Regions from separate parts of the Sus scrofa genome. Here all the other regions are linked to region 1. The links are chromatin contacts, called in public HiChIP or PLAC-seq maps. All regions are on one chromosome and are shown on one strand. The core of a region is the stretch at or near the end of the contact, and the rest is flanking DNA. Distances in the headings are between cores, read along the strand shown.

Region 1 (4,504 bases), core at 1,325-3,824:
GGCCTGGTTTTGGACTACTATTTTGAAAAATTAAACGGGAGCTTGCCGAGGCATGCTTAAACCGTTAGTCACTGAAAAAAACGTTCAGCGAACGAACCACAAAACTCACAGCTTCCCAAAGCAGCCTGGCATGGGTCCTGCCTTGTCATCTGCCTGGGCTCAGGGGGAGCTCTGGGTAGCAACTCTGCAATATGTCCTCAAAATGCAGGGAGTTCAAATAATTTCCAATCCTGACAAGGCTTTACATCTACCCTGTCTTATCCTTTACATTTAACCCATATGATCCTGTGACCCTGTGAGGGCGTAACACAAAAAGAAGGTTGTTTAGGGAGGAGAGGGTATGAAAGCAAGAAATACAAGAACAGCAACACTGATTTGTTAAGCTGATTTTTCCGACAGCGCTATTCGCTTTCCATAAATCCTGGAATGGCCGGGCCAGCTTTCATTACGTTAGGGGTTCCTGATTGGGTTCCTCACCTTATTACAATGCTGGTCTCTGTGTTCCCCTGTGAATGACTACTCTCTTGCTCAGAGCAAGTGAAAGATTCTTTAACCTTTTTGGTAACCAAGCTGCAGTTATGGCAGCAGAAATTCATCACAAGGAGTTTTCCAGCAGAAATTTCCTTTTTTTCAGAAAGCAAAATGAGAGCCTAAAATTTAACAGGGGAAAAGAAAAGAAAAGAAAACTACTAATTGCATCCTGTAACACCCTAGGATTCTCCACTTTTAAGAGAAAGTGTATTTTAGCTTCTCCCCAGGAGCTAAGAACACGGTCATTTCGTGTCAGCTTGTAATGAATTAGCACAACTCTTTGATCAATGGCATCAAAGGCCATTGATAGCACTGATAATATAGACGTTAGAAAATTGTGCATTGATTTACCACCTGAAATCAATCAAACTTTCACCATTCTATTTCCCTTCCATTGCTCTTTCAGACTGGGATAACATTCAGATGCTGAGCCTCCAGGGCCTCGAAAGAGGAGAGTGGGACCCACGGAAAGCTCTGATTTTCTACAGCTACTGGATGTGAACTCACCAAAAGTTACAAATGGGGAGCTTTACAGTCAAAAAAAAAAAAAATCTTTCTGCAAGGACATGTCAAAACTCAAGTGGCCATTGCCTTTGAGATGGACTTCTTTACAGATCCTTCCAGGTCCATCTCTCTTGCCATCTACTTTGGTTACTCCATGCCGCTGGCCGATGGTGGCAGCTGGGCCTCACAGCCCAGATAAAGTCCGAAGGCAGCTCAAGCTTCCCTCCACATGCCCATTCGTTCGAGTAACTTTTCCAGGGCTATGCAGTCAGGCCAATTATCTTAGAAACAGGCAATTATAACCACATTCACAGCTCCCTAAAAGGGTGAGTGCATTCCAGTAACAATTTCTCATGAAAGAAAACAGTAATTGAAGGACTGGCAAGGCTATTGCAACAGACCAAGACCTCTGGAAAGACATTTAATAGCACACACACACGCCTACACACACACACACACACACACACACACACACACACAGAGTCCCCTTACTTTCTCACCAGAGGCATTTTTCCTTTCCATCCAAATCCACTAAATATTTTCTGGGGAAAAATATAGGCAATAGAAAGCAAAACTGATGAAGCTATGTCTGGGATTCTGGGTTCTGGTCACACCTTGTTCTTTAATGTCTGTATCTGTGTAGCTCTTGCTTACATAGTGTTGAATGTAAGTCGCAACATAAAATATTCACAAAGTACTATTCTTGAAATAATACACGTGAAAGTACTTAAGAAATGGTAAGTTATTCCACCAATTTGAGGTAAATCTGGTCCTTTTTGGAGCCCCATTCACATCTCCATCAATAGAGATCAGTACCCGCTCGACCTAGGCATGGTGCTGGGAGGTGACCAAACCTACTTATTAATTTAGTTGTGTACTCATTATTACTTATGACTATATCTAGGTATACTAGATCTAGTGGATCTAAGTGGATAACAGCCCTCAGACCTCAATCTTGACTGAACACAGCACACACACTACCATACACACACAGCCTGCATGCACCTATTCAAATCCACACACAACACTTTGGCTCTCATTATCCAGGACTGGGTGGTAATATCTTTGAGCGTAAGAACTTACTTTAAGTATTCCCAGCCCCACAGACTATAAGACTTTGCACATCATTGCAGTCAGTACCTAGTTGTGGAATTGATTAACCATCAGATGTTTATGATAATTTTTCAGATACTGGATCTCTTGAAATGACATGTAAACATATGCTTTGAATAGACTGGTGAAAACATTGCCCACGAACGTGGGCTTTTGCCCGAAGGAAAGACATATACTCAACTATTTTTACTCGTTTATATATGTGTGTGTGTGTGTCTTTCCTTTGGACAAAAGTAAACGTTTGCACTATATACACAGAGAGACACACAACACATACAGAGCATATGTGGGCAGCAGGGCCACCCATTCCCTTTGGTTCTGGAAAACATGAAAGATAAACCATTGCGGGCAAGAAAGGGGACGTCTGACCTTGCTGCTTTGTTTTTCCTACATTCAACCAGAGTATTAGGACAGCAGGGAGACAAAAGGTAATTGAGCTGGGATTCTGGGGAAGCATTTTGTAAGTGAATAAAAGGCCACAGTGATGAGTTCAGTGGCAGACGGGGTTTCCAAACACATCTCCAGAGAATGAGGAATGAACCTAAACAGAAAGTCTTTCTTTCTCAAAATGCATAAAATGCTAGGTTTAATATTTGCCTCTTGCCTGCGCGGGTAATGCCGGTTTTCGGTTTGGACAGCAGAGACCAGCCCCGTGCCTCGGCTCCCGGTGCGGCTGAGCGGGGACGGTGCGCCATCTACTGGCCGCAGGTTCAAGGAGCGCCCCTCAGCCTTTTGTCAATGGGGCTTTTGGAACGCGCGGCTCCAAAGTTATGATCCAAAGAGAAATAAGGGCGTGCATGCCCTTTCCACCCTTTCCCCAGCTCTCCTTCTCCAAACATCCTTGAGGGAAAAACGCAGAGGAAAAGAAATAGAAACCTTCGCTTAGAAAAGCCAGGCGTGACTGGATTTGGTTTCTCTGAGGGCGGGGAAAAAGGGGGAGGCTGGTTCCTGCCTCTGGGAGGTGGGGGCTCGGGGGTGGGAAGGAAGTCTTGGCCAGGCTTTTTAAAAAGGCTTAAACCCACGCTGGGAGTTGTCTCCTCCACCCCTCAGCTGGGCGAGATACTGAGGTTGCTGGTTAGCTGGGGGAAGGGCTCAGGATGACCTGGATCAAAGGGTCAGAGGGACAAGGCTGCCTGGTGCACCTTGTCTAACCCTGAACAAGACTCGGAAGCGAAGCCCCACCTTCTCCGGTGTTCCAGATTTCTGCGGGGCTGAAGGACAGCGCCGGGTTTGCCAAAGTAGTAGGAGCTGCGCGGCCTCCCCTGAGAGTGTCCCTCCGCAGAAGGGCCCATTTCCAGACGCCAGAATAGTCTGATCTTCACCGTCTGGCTTGATTTCTGAGCGTGGGTGAGGCTGCTCCACCCCATGCAAGCTCCCGCACTCACTGCCACAGAAGCTCCATAACACAACCCTCACTTCCAAGGAGTCAGAAGACCCACAGAATCCTCCATCTCAACGCGGGTGGCGTAAGCAAAGCCAAGATTCCCTACAAGACCTCAATTAGAAAGAGTTTCTCAGCTATCACACTGAGCGACTCGGACCACAGATCCCTTCTGTACGGGGGTCTGATATGTGACTTTGCCAACATGGGGAGCGGCTGGCTTCCACACCCTCAGTACAGCGGTGCCAGGTTAGGGGGGTTGAAGTTAGCCCACCCGCCCCCGCGCCACCGTGCTTTTCAACAGAATCGCTCTGAATAAATCTCTGAGCCTGGCACCTCTTTGACACCATAAACAAGGCAGTCATCTCATAAAGGACACAAGTGGACACATCGGGACGCATCTCTGGCCCTTCTGCTGGACCACTTTCCCATTTTATCAACGTCACTAAACACACCCATACTCACACGTTGCTTTAGTAAGTCAATCTGCTAGAGCCAAGATTTAATTCCCTAAAAACGTTTTAAAGAGAACCCAGAACACGATTTGTTTGTTTGGTGGAGGGAGTGCGCCCCCGTGGCATATGAAGGTTCCCAGGCTAATGGTTAAATTGGAGCTGCAGCCGCAGGCCTACGCCACAGTCAAACCAGATCCCAGCCGCATCTGCCGCCTACACCACAGCTCACGCAAGCCGGATCCTTAATCCACTGAGCTAAGCCAAGGATCTAACCGCAACCTCATGGTTCCTAGTCGGATACACTTCGGCTGTGCCAGGCCGGGAACTCCCAAAATACATGTTTTTAAAGGATGTGATGTCAGTTTTTCTAAAAATGAGGCAGGAGATCCTGCATTAGGTTGTCTCCATTTTGCCAAGTACTCTTAAAAGTCATCCTAACGTACTGCTGATGCTTTTTTCAGCCTTTCAAAACATAGCAGAAGGGGCTGTACAATCTAATTGCTTGAATTGGGGTTTTCAA
Region 2 (4,886 bases), core at 299-2,798, 1.0 Mb before region 1:
TCACCTGCATTATATAAATGTTAATGTCAGTAGCTTTTATACCAGCTACAGAGAGACTTTTTTTAAGAGTGACTTTCTCAAGGTCATAGAGCAAATCTCTAGTGAGACAGGAATGGAATTCATGACCTTTGACTGCCAGAAGTTTTCTACCCACACTCGGAAATTCCTTCTCCATAAGTGTAATTTATATGCTCACTTTGAGAGGCTGGAAAGTTCATCCCTTTTAGGGCAGGGGGTGGGGGATGGGGCTTGGTTTTCCTGCCAAATCAATTGCCACACCGGCACTGTAGAGTCTCACAAAGTGATTTTTACCTATGTTATTTCATCGTACCCTCACCACAACCCTGGAAACTGCATATTATTTTTCCCATTTTACAGACATAGAGGAGTTAAGAAATTGAACCAAGGTCATCCAGAGTTAGTAAGCAAGAGAGCCTGACTCAAACGGCGCTATCTCTGCCACTTAAATCAGTGCTGATTCCAGGATGTACAATCTTAGCAGATACCCGATTACGAAATGAATGAAGGTTTTCTTTACAGATATTTATGCCATTTTTTTACAATCATTTACCTTGGTTCTCATTTAGGTCTGTGGGTTTGTTTTCTTTGGGGAACGGTTGATTTCAGGTTTTGTTAGAAGTTTGCTTGTGAAACTAAAGTGGGAACACTACTACTAAATAAAGAACTTGAAAAAAAAAAAACAAAACAAACAAACTTTGCCTGTTTTCCTCCTTTTTATTCAAGTGGGTAGGGGGCTCTTTACCATAATTCATGGTCATCATGTGAACGGTGTAGGTATGGGGTGTATACCAATATAACTAGAGAATACAAAAACTCACATTCATAAATACAAAATATTATGTAATATAATAAATATAAATACTATGCATATACACACATCTAAAATAGAGAATATATTTATATATGTAGTATATACAGATATATCACGCCAGCAATCATTGCGAAAAGCCATATACACCGTTAAGCATGGTGAATGAAGCACAGGAAACACAATCCCTGGATGTGGAGGCCAGCAAAGCTGTAATAGCGGCAGCTTCTAGTGCCTCTGATGGGGGTGGGAAATCTATCCCAAAGCTCTGCAATTTTTTTCCCCTCATCTTCCACATAGCAACACAGCAGCAAGGGCTTTCCGCTGCTGCATCTGTCACTAAAAAGCAACACTGTTTGGACCCGTCCAATTATTACGCCTGTAATAAATATTCAAAACTATTACCATCAAATTCAGCAACAAAATAAAAGTTAACTTTGAGATGAAAAAAAAAAAAAAAAAAGACAGGAAGAAAGACCATCCCAGAGCAGAATTCTTTGAGCAACTATCCTGTAATCTGCTGCCAGACCAAAACAAATTTTTATGGAGCAACAGGACTACTCAAGTAGCCACTTTTATGACAATAAACACCCAAAACCGAAAAATCCTTTTGTAACATAATTACTGAGAATATATAAAGAAAGTAACCATTTAATCCACAGCATGTGTTCCCTACCGCAAGAACTCAAAAGCTGACATCAGATGGGGTGTGGCTGCCGTAGGCCCGCCCTGACAATGAATTCTGGCCAGTTGAAGTCACACAGTTCTCCAGAAGGGCCTGGGATCTAGAATCACTCACAAAGCAGGTCTCACAAAGCCTAAGGCTGCTGCCCTTCTGGGCACAGGGCAAGGCCCATCTGTTTACTTAGATTTTGATTCTGAGAGCCCTAGTTGTGGTGGATGAGTTAAGGCTGTGGTTATTGGGTGTTGCCAGTGATTTAATTGCAATACTTTCACCCTTACATTGTGCACATACTTAAGACTGAAAGGCGTACACAATTTGGACTCTGAAAAAATAAATACACATGAATTTTAAATGGAAAATGAACACTGGGCAAAAATACAGATTATTTCCACTCTGGGACCATATGGTATTTTCCAAATGGAAATGATAAAGGTAAGCGACTGCAATCTATTTTAGGAATTGTTTACAAAAATGAAAGTTGTTTTCTACAAGGAAAACATAACCGTGCTGTCGATTCAGAATAAAACTCTTTGGGGATTTTTAGCTCTTGTTCATGAATCAACATGGAAGCATAAGGAAATTTATTTAGTCAAAAAAGGCATAACTTTTTCAAATGAGTTTGTGCCGTTTCTAGTTCTGCAGAATACAAACTACGTTGTATTAATACACAAATCATCTACAGCTCGTTTGGTGACGTTGACACTAAAGGGTTTGTCACTCTCACAATATAGATAACAAACCATTGGACGCCCCCCCTCCCCGATTTAAAGTGATTCGTCTCATGTTAATTCATAGAAACATGAAATGCCACACTTTCCATTCTGTATCGTGGTGAAAACATCCAAGACGTTTCTATATTCAACTAGTTGACAGCATCACCTCACTGGTCAAGTTACTCAACACTCTAGATGAACCCACACTGGCTTGGTTCAAAATGCCGTCATAAAGGCCTAGAGGCCTAAGCACTTATGTCATCTTTGCTCGGAGAGAAAACACACCTATATTTAAGACCAAATTATTTCACTAAGTTGCTAACAGCCGGCTTCGTGCTATAACATCTAAAACTCACTCTAAGTCTGCTGAAGTGCATGTGTGTTTACCTTGCACAGAAGGCTGGGAAGTAATCCCCGAGGAACATATATTTTTTTTTTAAACGACCAGAACGCTAACGCTATTACATGCCTGATGGGTGCTCTTCAGAATGAACAGATCAAGCATCCCGATCTGTTTTTCCCTTGGCCTGGGGAGAGAGTGTGCACACCGTTTGCAGTTCCTCCCTTTCTGTACACACATAGGCTGCAGCTGTAGTAAACAAGCCCAGGCCAAGAGTTGCTAAGGTCAAGGTTTCAAATGCTATACCAGGACCAATTTTCTCCCCAATGACATTGAGTTGTGGAAAAGGAACTTTCCGGAGGGGAAAAAACAAAAAAACAAAAAAATATTAAGGGCCTATGAGCACAACAATTTTCATTCAGTCAATAGTAATTCAAGGCATTCCAAAATAAAGTTTAGCTGACAGAAGTTTCTTTTAAACTGGCATGACAAATTAACAGACAAATAACTGAAACCCTTCAAAAATAAACAGAAGGCCCTCAAGGATGTTTAGTTGCTTTCATACAGCTATAGGACAGTGTGAGTTCATAAATTATTAGAATTTCATGCAAAAATATCCCAACTTCTGCTAGCATGTTTCACAATAGCTATGAATTAGAGGGTAAAATAATAAACCCTCTTTCCTAAATACATTACAAATGTCTGCCAGTTCTGGTCTGCTCAAAAATGTGCTCCCCCCAACTCAAAGGAGCTTAACATGCCCAAGCCAGTCTCCAGACTGACCAGGCTGCAGCCATAAAGATATAACTTATGCAACCAAATGTTTGTCCTTCAACATCCTATTTCCACTGAGCTTCTAAAGTTAAACATTTTCTACCCTAAAAAGATACCCCTTTAGCATAACCAATTTCTATGTGGTTTTAAAAAATGTAAACAACGTGTGAATGAGGTCTGCATATAGCACAACCAGTTTTTTTGTTGTCGGTTTTTTTGGGTTTTTTTTTTTTTTTTTAGGTGAGGGGTCACCGTTCTTACTAAATACCAATTGCAAAGAGCATGTCCTAGGAGCTGGAATACCACCACCCCCCCCACCCCCCCCCCGCTTAAAAGTAACAGCCCCATTCCCATCACAGGCTGCTGTCCGTCAAAAGGCACCAAAATTGATTTCAAAGCATGTACTTATCTAACAACTCTATCCTCCAGTAAGAAAAGGGCATGGAGGCGTCTAGGTGGATTTGGAGAATGACGTGCATTTGATTGGCAGATGTCTACCGAAGCCACTAGATGCTCAGGCACTAAATGTAAATAGAGCTGCTCCTCTCCCTGGTGTTACAGGGCAACTGAGAATATTAAAGATGATTTACAATAAAATATCCGAGGGATCGGCTGAGGATTCTATTAGCCGGTGGAATGGCTTAAAACAATCCATAGAGCACCATACTTAAACCATCTGTACAGTTAAATTAGAGAACTGACAATATTAACCACACAAACTGTTTATCCAGATTACACATTCCGTTGTACTAATACTCTTTAACTCAACAGTCAGCTTTTATCAGCTGAATTAAGGCTATTACTATTAAAGTATGCAAAACTCGAAGCGCAGGGTGAAGGGGGTTGGGAAGCTGCAGGGCATATAACAAAGGAATTGGTACTTTTTCCGAGCCTTTGCCTCAAATGCACTTCGAAACCGAACTGTTGAGTGCACCCCACCCTTTTCCCCAAAGATAAAAGTTTTCAAAGTTCTAGCAGGCACTCCTCTACCCAACAAAAGCAGGATTGATTCTCTCCGTAGGGGAGCATCTAACGCGAACACCAACTAATGTCGCGGAGGTCAAGTCCGAGTCCTCGGAGCCAGCTGTTAAAGGCGAGAAGTGGCTCCCAGGCCGGCTCCGCGGGCTTCTCGGCCAGGGTGGCCCCGCAAAGTTGCCCCCTGTCAACTCCGGCCAGGTCCCCCGTAATTGAAAATAACTGCCACGGGCCAGCCCCTGGCTACTGCCGTGGACCAGACACTGTAGCAAGTGACAGTTACACATCATTTCGACCAGAGACAATAATGAATGTAGCACCAGGACCACTATTCATGCCAGCAGTGTCATCTCCGCCTTAACCCCTTCCCCTCCACTCTCTCCAGTGCACACCCACAGCCTACACGGCCCGGTGCGGCAGCTCTTCACCCAACTCGCTCTATTCCTGGGGGCAAACTACTTCCAAAAGCTCCCCCCACCTCCCCAATTCAGCCCTGGTGTTTTATTTCTCATCCTTGGCAACTGTCAGGCAAACATTGCAACCAACAATTCCACTAGGGGTAGAAAAAAC
Region 3 (4,851 bases), core at 1,854-4,353, 1.2 Mb before region 1:
AATTGCAGCTGCAGGCCTACGCCACAGACACAGCAGTGCCAGATCCCAGCTGTGTCTGCAACCTACACCACAGCCCACAGTAATGCCAGGTACCTAACCCACTGAGCGAGGCCAGGGATTGAACCCACATCCTCATGGTTACTTGTCAGGGTCCTTACCACTGAGCCACAATGGGAAGCCCCGCTAATGTGTTATTTTGAATTTTTTTATTAAGGGATACACTAATAAGATTAAGACTAAATATTTATTTAATTGATGTCCTTTTATTCAGTCATGTATACTGCCGCCGTGAGGCTGGTTTAAAAAGACAGGTAGGCAGTGCTTTCTCCCTTAAATACAAAAGGTGGCCGATCAACCAATGCTGCCAGCAATCAGGCTGCACTGATTATGATTTTAACTCATGAAGCTATAAATGATAACAATTATAAAATCACTTACATCCTTTTAAAAAAACCCAGCTGTGCTCTTAAGTATTTATGCTTTTAGTAGCCATAAATTAATTTGTCAATTTGGCTATATTATTGTTCAGTAGGCTTTCTTTGGCTTTTACGTGCTTTTCAAACTAAATTTCCTCCACTATAAAAAGGGGAAATACAAATGTCAAAAGAGAAATCCATCCAATCAACAGCAACTTTCCCACACCTGTACTCTGTAATTCCCCAACTTAATAAGAACGAACCAAGCTATTTTCACACCGAAGTTATAGTTCCATCTCATTTTCTAATACCTCCTCTTTGCTTTGGATTTGTATTAGCGTTCGGAAGCATTCACCGATTTAAATACCAGCCATGTGGTTCTTCTAGGGTCACTACGCCGTCCTGATTTCAGGATGTGATCTTTTCTAAGTGAGTGGGATGCGAGGTTGCAAAGGAGTGAGAATCAATCCCGATCGCCGATGATTTCTGAGGCAAGCAAGAAAAGCGTCACCAAGTGAAAAGTCAGGAATTTCGGCAAACCTCAGAACACTCTGGAAGAGACCACTCCCTTAGTGAGAAGCGGGCAGGGCGTCGTCAAAACCTGTGCTTACCCCTTGTTCAGATTCCAAAAGCTCTGTTTTGACTCTGACTGCCGGCATCCCATCAAGCATTAACATTCTGTTCTCAAAGGTGTCGATGTTCTGCAAATAAAAAAAAGAGAGGGAAACTCAGCCACAGAACATTCAGAAGAGGACATCTGGTAGTGCCTGCCTTCACTGTAGTACATTTAGTACAGCTAACCTCATTTTTTTAAACAATGGAGTATAATTAAATGAGGGTATCAGCATAACCAATTATCCCCCCATTCCAAACCTTCCTTTGAAATAATGACCAAGACCTTGAATTAATCAGTCTGATTCTCTGACCTCTGGGTTGGAGGTCAGACAGTAATAAACTGGAGTAAGGAAACCTTACATTAATTTATATGGGGCCAGAATAATTCATCACAGTTTTGCAACGGTGGAAGGAAATACCAGGCAAGTTCCTTTCTTCTTTAGCTCTGGAAGTTGTACTGCACAGAGAAATCCATAAAGGAGAAAACAGGGCAAAATAATTGATATACTCGCCTATTACTGTCAAAGTTGAAGTAATTTTAAAAAAGAGGTAATGAATTTTGGCATCATGGCAGATCTGATCAAATGAAAATTTCAACATATCAATCTCAAACATCTCCCACAAAAACAACCAACATAAGTCCTGGATTAAGAGTGAATTCTTAAACTGAAGTCTTAACCAAAGAATAAATAATTTGTTTTCTTTTTTTCTGTCTTTTTGCCTTTTCTAGGGCCGAACCCAAGGCATATGGAGGTTCCCAGGCTAGGGGTCTAATCGGAGCTGTAGCCACTGGCTGACCCCAGAGCCACAGCAATGTAGGATCCGAGCCGCGTCTGGGACCTACACCACAGCTCACGGCAACGCCAGATCCTTAACCCACTGAGCAAGGCCAGGGATCGAACCCGCAACCTCATGGTTCCTGGTCAGATTCATTAACCACTGAGCCACAAGGGGAAATCCTAAATAATTTGTTTTCTGTTCAGGTGTATGTTTGGCTCCACTGACCACCTCTTGAAAGGAAAACCTTACTTCTCTCGTGGCTCCATAGAATTTCAAACAACATTTATAAAAAGATTCAATCGAGGTCATTTTTGACTAAGATCCACAGCTTTGGGAATTTTCTGAAGTCAATAACCCAAGAAGGGAGTCAGAAAGCCACACATCAGCACTTGCTTCCGGCCAAAATCAGGCTCATGTTTTAAAACGTGTTGAGAATGCCAACTTTACCCTCAATACCGACTAAACGAAGAAATTAAAATGACAAAGTTTGACTGGGTTTTTAGAATGGTTTACTTTGCTCAATTATAGAATGTAACCATATGACACCAAGGTGGTCTTATTAAAAGAAAAACAGCTATGTTTCTAAATGTTTTGTCTACCTAGTGACAAAAAGGTTAATATCACCTCTAAGCCTTCAGGTTTTCACGATTCATAGAGTTGTTCTCCCCAACAGACAGTTAAATAAAAACAACTCCCACTTCAACACATCATAAATTAAATGTTTTTATTACCAAATAATACCAACAGAGTGCAGTATAGTGAAGCTCTAATTATTTCTCCTATGTCTTGACTCTCCTTTTTTGTTTAAGAAAAACACTCCAAGAAATAAAATGTTTGGGGCCTCTTAGCACAAATATTTGCTCAGAGAAATCAACAGGAAGAAGAAAAAGCAAATTTACGCTAGAGCTGACTAATAAGCATTTAAAATTTCCATGCTACCTTATCTGTTAGGTAAGAGTAAGAAGAAAAATTACTGTCATGTTCCTCTCTCAGAATGTACAATAAGATTAAAACTGGCAGGATCCTTTTTTTTTTTTTTTTTTAACGTTTGCTTTTGACGTGTCCATATTTTTCAGGGATTTTGCATCCCCATAGCATAGAAGAGAAGGAACTTATGGTATTGCTGGGGAGCTCAGTGCATTTGTTCCAAGCTTAAAATCCTTTCATGGAGGCTGGTGAGTTGTTGACACATCAGGCATGGATCTCAAATCCCAGTGTGTCAACTTGCTTCCATGCTTGGAAGCGGCCAGCCTGGCTTGCCATCTCCCAGCCTCAGGAAAGGCCTCCTGCTGCCAGCAGCCCTCAACTGCCCGGCCTTTCACAGCAGCCAGGAATCCACCCAGCAAAGTATCCCCTAGGCTGTTTGGTTGGTAGACAATGAAGGATGAGTTGACAGTACTTCCTACCCTGGAGGAGGTCTTGCCCAGACAGAAAGGGAAGAAGATGCCTTGCAAAGGAAGGGAAAAGACAAAGAGCGATTCTGGAAAGGCAGGTTTAATGAACTGTTAGAATCTGATTAGAGGCTAATGTCCCTTTTAGTGCTTTGTACCAATTTACAGCTGATAGACTTTAACCATTTTCCTTACTGGCTGTGATAAACTCATTCGTTTAAAAACATGCAAGCTAACCAGTCTCTGAAGTTAAAAATGGAAAAATCATAAAAACCTGACTGGGTTCAGATTCCATTTAGTACATTTAAGTATCACTATATTTTCATTACAATTTTGGTTGTTGTTGCAGTACTCAATGAACTCTGCATGTATTAAGCCAGGGCTACATTTCAGTTTCATGGAAAAGTGAAAAAACTGAAGACATTTTCGAAAAAATTTAAGAGATGACGTTTTCCCTGAAAATATTTCTCTTTCCATGCTTTTTCCAGGATCGGCCGCAGCCCAGCCATAATAAACCTCATGAATAACACAGTTCACAGCTAAGGAACCAATTCTTAATTATTATGCTCTTGCAACTCGTGCAGATTCAATCTGTATATACGACCGAAAGTTATACGGAATACACACCAAGCATATTAATCTCTGCATTCATGATGCTAACCTTGTTTAGAATAAACAGAAGCACCAAGCATCACACCACATTCCAAACCATCCAAGAAGGCGAGTGGTTTTTATAAAATGCATGGTAATTGCACGGCCTTGAAGACAGAGTCCTTGGAACAAAATATCGAGAGATTTCTCTCTCTAAGCTAAAATCAGATACATACAATCTCAAGTGACTGCAGACTTTAAATATGTAATAAACCTCTAATAATTTGAAATGGCTGTCAAACATATCTTGCCATGATCTTAATCAAAACACATTTGCCAGGGAATCCAATAGCTCAAGTGATTCCCAAGAGGTAAATAAAATTACACAGTCATCAATTTTAGTAACGTGGGCCTCCTTATTTACGCTGCAACAAACATTCTGATATTATGCGACCCTATATAACTTACATAAATGTGTTGATATTCACACACACGTGTGTTTACACCTAGGTTACTCATTTCATATGAGTAAGCTGTACCAATTAATGCCAAATTTATCATCAGATTTATGAGCTGGCTGTTGACCAATTACACATGCCCTGAATGAGAATGCTACTCTGGCTCTTCCTATCTGCCAAGGAAGATTCTGCAGCAGAGCAATCCAGCTGACGGGAGCTCTCCCAGTCAAAGGCAGTATAAACACAACTGTCATCAATCCTAACATCTCAGAATATTTTGAATGGAACGTGTCAGAAAGACAAGGACTGATGCTCAATGATCATAGCTCATAAAAACAGAGAACGGCAGTGACTTTCCAGGTCAGCTTCTACGGTTGCTTTCTTACTCCCAGAATGCAGGTGTTTTCCTCTCCCTCCTCCAGACTGTGGGCCATCCAGCTGGCACAGCTAGAGCACTAAAGAGCCAGCCAGTCAATATTCAATAGAACCAGTTTTTACACAAAGTTTCCCTTCATAAGTCAAAACTATCCCCTTGGATGTGTACTGATTTTTCAAGATACAGGACGTAGTCACTTAAAGACGTTTCTATCTTGAATTTCC
Region 4 (4,763 bases), core at 1,519-4,018, 1.4 Mb before region 1:
TGCCACATGTGTGGCCCTGAAAAGCAAAAGCAAAAACAAAACCCCAAATCCCTCGTTATTTAAGGCTTAGGTCAGAACAAGTCATCTAAATAGTACTCATCAAAATTAGTATAATAGATTAATTTACTATGAAAATCTTCATGAGAAATAGAAGTTAGTCCCTGAGAAAACTCTGAAATGTTGTCTAAATCTCACCAAAAAAAATTATAGTATCTTCAAAAATGGGAAACATTGTTTAAAAATATAATAGTTAATAATCCTGGGAAACAAGCCATATCTGTTAGGGAAAAAATGTTATGCTCAGTTTTTGGTAAGTGAAGACGTTTGGCTGGAAATGGACTCTTGATGTCTGTTTAGGACTTTCCAAAGGAAAGGGAGATAAGGTAATTAGTCAGTAGAAATGTAATCTCTACAGAGAATCAAGAACAATTCTCTTTTAACACAGCCTATTAACATTTTCCATAAGACTTACAAATTCTCATAACTTAAACTGTATACTCACCAAGCAAACTTCTGATTATTCATTCGATTTCCCCGGACCCTGGACACTGGGGACGGATGTACCCTACAGGTAGATGAGAGTAATCCAGTCATTACAAGAGCATATTCCTGATGATAAATGAACGAATACAAAGGGATCTGGCTGATACATGGTCTCCTTTAGATTTGCATCATATAAGATGCCCTGGAACTTGATCACCTCTTGGGAAATGGATGCAGTTAAATACCTGCAGACCAAAAGCCTCTCTTTCCTGTTCCACCACTTTCACCATAACCAGCATTTGTCACAAAGTTCGCTGTGAAGATCCCCAAAAGCAGGACCACCAGTTTTAATAAGTTAATTCATGCATTCAGGCCAACAAAAAGTTTCTGTTGCCTATGTAGTCCTTGCCAGGTTTAAGAGCACATAAAAGTAATGCTGGAGTTCCCACTGTGGCTCAGCGGGTTAAAAACCTGTTGAGTATCCATGAAGATGTGAGTTCGATCCCTGGCCTCGATCAGTGGGTTAAGGATACCGCATTGCCATGAGCTTGGTGTAGGTCACAGCTTGGATCTGGTGTTGCTGTGGCTGTGGCACAGGCTGGCAGCTGCAGCTCCGATTTAACCCTTAGCCTGGGACCTTCCATATACTGCAGGCGCAGCCCTAAAAAAAAAAAAAAAAAATGTAATGTAAGGTCTGGTGTTGGCCCTGAATAAACCTTTTCTGCTATCTGTTCTCACAAGGAGGACAAAGGAGACAGTCTAAGTACACACTTCCTCAGTCGACCTGTAGATTTAAAGCCCTAAAAAGCAAGATAACGAAGGGGATCAGGATAAGCCACCCCAAAGTACACTCCTTTGGCATAAGGATTATTTCAATTGGAAAGCAACTGAGAAACTGCAGGCACAGAAAGCTGCCTACCTTCCCTTTATTTTTTATTTTATATTTTTTTGCCATGTTCATAACACATGGAAGTTCTCAGACCAGGGATCGAATCCACAGCACCACAGTGACAACGCTGGATCCTTAACCCGCTGCACCACCAGGGAACGCCTCTACGTTCCCTTTATATACCTAACAGCAGGGCATAAACTTAAGTTTTGCTAAGGATATTTTCATTTGTAAAGGTGTTCGCCCTCCCATACCAGGAAGAGGAGGAGATCAAAGCACAACTCATCACCAGAAATGGTACAGAGATGAGTTGGCATAAACCACCCTTATTTTCCATTAGTTTCCCCCCTACACTTCCTAGTTACCTTTCGAAAATTTGCTCCCCTAGAACCCCAGGCCCTCTTTCCTTTTGACAAGTATTTCTCCACCATTTATTACCTCTGTTAAGATGGTATATAAGCTCCAAATTCAGTTTTTTTTTTTTTTTTTTTTTTGGTCTTTTTGTCTTTTTGCCTTTTCTAGGGCCACTTCTTGTGGCATATGGAGGGTCCCAGGCTAGGGGTCCAATCAGAGCTGTAGCCGCCAGCCTCTGCCTGAACCACAACAACAGATCCAAACCGAGTCTGCAACCTACACCACAGCTCACGGCAACGCCGGATCCTTAATCCACTGAGCAAGACCAGGGACCAAACTCGACATCTCATGGTTCCTAGTCGGATTTGTTAACCACTGTGCCACGATGGGAACTCCCAAATTCAGTTTTTTTAAGCCAAGTCCACACCATGAAGAAATTCTGGGGCCAGGGATTGAACCCATGCCACATCAGTAACCAGAGCTGCAGCAGTGACAATGCCAGATCCATAATCCACTGAGCCACCAAGGGACTCCTATAAACTCCACATTCTAACCACCCCTTTGAGTTACTCACCACTGAGTACATGCATGTATACATGTTTTTGTGTAAACAATCTGTTTTTTTCCTCTTGCTAATCTATCTTTTGTCAGTTTAATTTGCAGGCCCTCAGACACTAAACCTTAGAGGGTAGAAGAAAAAAAAAAGTTCTCCCTTACTTCAATAGCTTCATTCAGATGTCCAGGCACAGAAGCACGGGGGATGGGGGAGAAAGGATAGATGAATAGGTATTTCCAGGAGAAAGAGCTTCTATATGTGATGCTCTGAGCCGGAAGGGAGATGCAATCAATTCAAAACTTTAGCTAAACCACGGGGAAAAGGTAGCAAAGACTACATTGCTTTACAAGCTTCCAGGGTTGGAGTCACCCACTGGTAATAGCTTAAATTTCTAGGAACCGCCAGTATCTTCTAAGCAGGAACTACCTTGACTCTCCATGAACCTCCACTTTTTTGCAGATCACTTACTGGCAACACAATTTACTCTACTTCCTGTTCTCGTGGCCAACTTCCTGCTTTGTTCCGTCTCTACCAGGGTTCGTGAGATCTAGGCAGGCTTTAAGCTCCTGTTGCTTTTACTCTTCGTGTCTCAGACATTCTTATGTTCAAGACAAGAAAGAAAACAGGGATTTTAAAGGGCTCTTCAAGTCCAGTCGGAACCACCAGCCCCAAGGTTTATTAGCATCCTAGGTCTTCGCAGTTGTTCAGTGAGGGAAAATCCTTTCAAAACAGCTAATACAGTTCTAGCCCCTCAGAAGAGCCAACGGCAGTCTTTCTGTGAACCCAGAGCCAGACTGCACTTTGCACTCGGAAGGCTTATTTCTTCCAACATCCCTTATTAACATTCTTTTCCTCACAGTGCTGCTCAGTGGCTGCTGCAGCTGAGCTGCTCAGCACAGGTTTTCTGCTCCATATGGGGGAGGGGATGTTAATTATGCAGAAAGATGGAGAGAGGCCAGACAGCCCCTCTGGTGAACTGTCTCATTCAAGCTCGGCCCACTTCCTGCTGTTTTGCAGCTACAAGGATCACCTGTTGGTCTTGGCATCTGGCCAACCTGGGGCCTAGCGGAAATGACAGACTCAGCTAGAAATGAAAGCCAGCTCATATTCCAGTCCCCCCAACTGGAGAGAGAGAGAGTGCGCAAACAAACATGCAAGAAAAATGCCAAAGAATTATACACAAGGTAGCAAGATTCCTTTCTTTCTTCTCTTCTTTTTCTCTGTCTGCTTGAAAAACAATCATCAAAATGGAATGGTGAGCCCCAAAATGTCTTCCCCAGTAAAACTCCCCTGACCTAAGGGAAAATGCAGGAAATCTTCTTGAACCTTCCCTACACCCCGCCCCCCACCAACCCAGGGATTTCAGAATCCTGGTGCCTAAATACAATGTTAAGGTGTAACAGTCCAAATACTCACAGTTCTTTAATTCACTCTGTTTCCTTTAAATGTTTATCTCATATTACTTCCTCCTTATCCCTATTTCTATTCATCAAGATAATTCCACCAGGTGAAGTTCAATGATAGAGAAGTATTCACTTATTGATGTTTCTTATTGCATATATCAATGGAAAAAAATGGGTCTGTTGAACTTATAATTACAACATTCTCTAGGTAATGGTATCTTTTAGCAAAACTTCATTGATCCATAGATCAAATACTGTAAGTAGATAATTTCTGTAACAGTTGAACAGTCTTCAACGAATTCCTGATTGTCTCTGTATGACCAAATACTTATTATAAGCCTTCTTAAATTAAGATGGTAAAACAAGAAAGCTTTTTGCCCTTTCCAAAGTGAGGAAATTGATAACCTGGAGCTCACTTTACCCAGTAAAACAGACCATAAAGGTTTGCATTTCAGCTACCCTCCCCCCTAGTTTTATTTCTTCAAAAGAATATGCAGTGTTTCTGTGAGCTCAGAGTCTTTAAATCGTGATACTTTTTTTTGCCATCACCTACCTCCTTTCCACATATAGCAGCCAGGCAGGTAGCAAAGTCAAAACCCCAGTAGGAGAAACCACCATCTAATCTGCATGTCATGCATTATTCATGACCTCCTGATTCCTGCACCTGCATCCAGGCAGGAAGCTTGCAGGGAATGTTCATTATTCTTCCCTTAGCCTCACACAGGCTCGATTACTGCTAAGCCACTTTGTTCTATAACTAAGGGTTTCAGCCCTGAGTACTAACCGCTGGATATGGCAAGGAAAAAAAAAAAAAATCACCATGCTGAAAAAAAGGGCAGTCTTGGTTGTTGCATAACATGTATTGAATCCTACAATGGGCCCTTCTGAGACTGACAGTTTATGTCAGATAGAAATGCTTGCATTTGGTGATTTACATTACATAGAAAAAAGGAAGCTATAATATTAAGGCCATGTACACCAACTGTTCTATTTATATACTCTTACTCATCTGAGGCAGACAGCATGTTTATAATTTTACGCAACAAGGGCTTAATTTAGCTTTCTTGCTAAGCATGTG

The links. HiChIP or PLAC-seq counts read pairs in DNA pulled down with a chosen protein or histone mark.
Region 2: a contact with region 1 is called in an H3K27ac HiChIP or PLAC-seq map of skeletal muscle, with 9 times the contacts expected there. The contact joins two enhancer-like sites. A contact is called at or near these places in 6 of 47 Hi-C or Micro-C datasets (embryonic fibroblasts, fetal heart ventricle, fetal skeletal muscle and 2 more) and 1 of 2 datasets of contacts at active chromatin or transcription factors (skeletal muscle).
Region 3: an H3K27ac HiChIP or PLAC-seq map of skeletal muscle shows a contact between it and region 1, with 11 times the contacts expected there. The contact joins two enhancer-like sites. A contact is called at or near these places in 8 of 47 Hi-C or Micro-C datasets (embryonic fibroblasts, fetal skeletal muscle, liver and 5 more) and 1 of 2 datasets of contacts at active chromatin or transcription factors (skeletal muscle).
Region 4: an H3K27ac HiChIP or PLAC-seq map of skeletal muscle shows a contact between it and region 1, with 15 times the contacts expected there. The contact joins two enhancer-like sites. A contact is called at or near these places in 3 of 47 Hi-C or Micro-C datasets (embryonic fibroblasts, fetal heart ventricle and skeletal muscle) and 1 of 2 datasets of contacts at active chromatin or transcription factors (skeletal muscle).

Annotation. Positions count from the first base shown.
Region 1 is chr11:47,490,972-47,495,475 of Sscrofa11.1, forward strand. No RefSeq gene overlaps it. Among named protein-coding and RNA genes, the nearest start is that of TBC1D4, 270 kb to the right of the region's middle. Within about 2 kb of position 2,575, at least 13 of the 83 cell types and tissues checked have an H3K27ac peak or open chromatin away from gene starts, as enhancers often do. A contact at or near this core is called in skeletal muscle, where this site is marked.
Region 2 is chr11:46,453,878-46,458,763 of Sscrofa11.1, forward strand. It overlaps a transcript of KLF12 not described here. Among named protein-coding and RNA genes, the nearest start is that of KLF12, 150 kb to the left of the region's middle. Within about 2 kb of position 1,549, at least 19 of the 83 cell types and tissues checked have an H3K27ac peak or open chromatin away from gene starts, as enhancers often do. A contact at or near this core is called in skeletal muscle, where this site is marked.
Region 3 is chr11:46,254,513-46,259,363 of Sscrofa11.1, forward strand. It overlaps KLF12 (Kruppel like factor 12), which reads right to left. Exons shown (of 7, transcript NM_001134347.2): 2 at 1,028-1,117. Among named protein-coding and RNA genes, the nearest start is that of KLF12, 51 kb to the right of the region's middle. Within about 2 kb of position 3,104, at least 10 of the 83 cell types and tissues checked have an H3K27ac peak or open chromatin away from gene starts, as enhancers often do. A contact at or near this core is called in skeletal muscle, where this site is marked.
Region 4 is chr11:46,068,678-46,073,440 of Sscrofa11.1, forward strand. KLF12 (Kruppel like factor 12) reads right to left here. Exons shown (of 7, transcript NM_001134347.2): 5 at 503-565. Among named protein-coding and RNA genes, the nearest start is that of KLF12, 240 kb to the right of the region's middle. Within about 2 kb of position 2,769, at least 37 of the 83 cell types and tissues checked have an H3K27ac peak or open chromatin away from gene starts, as enhancers often do. A contact at or near this core is called in skeletal muscle, where this site is marked.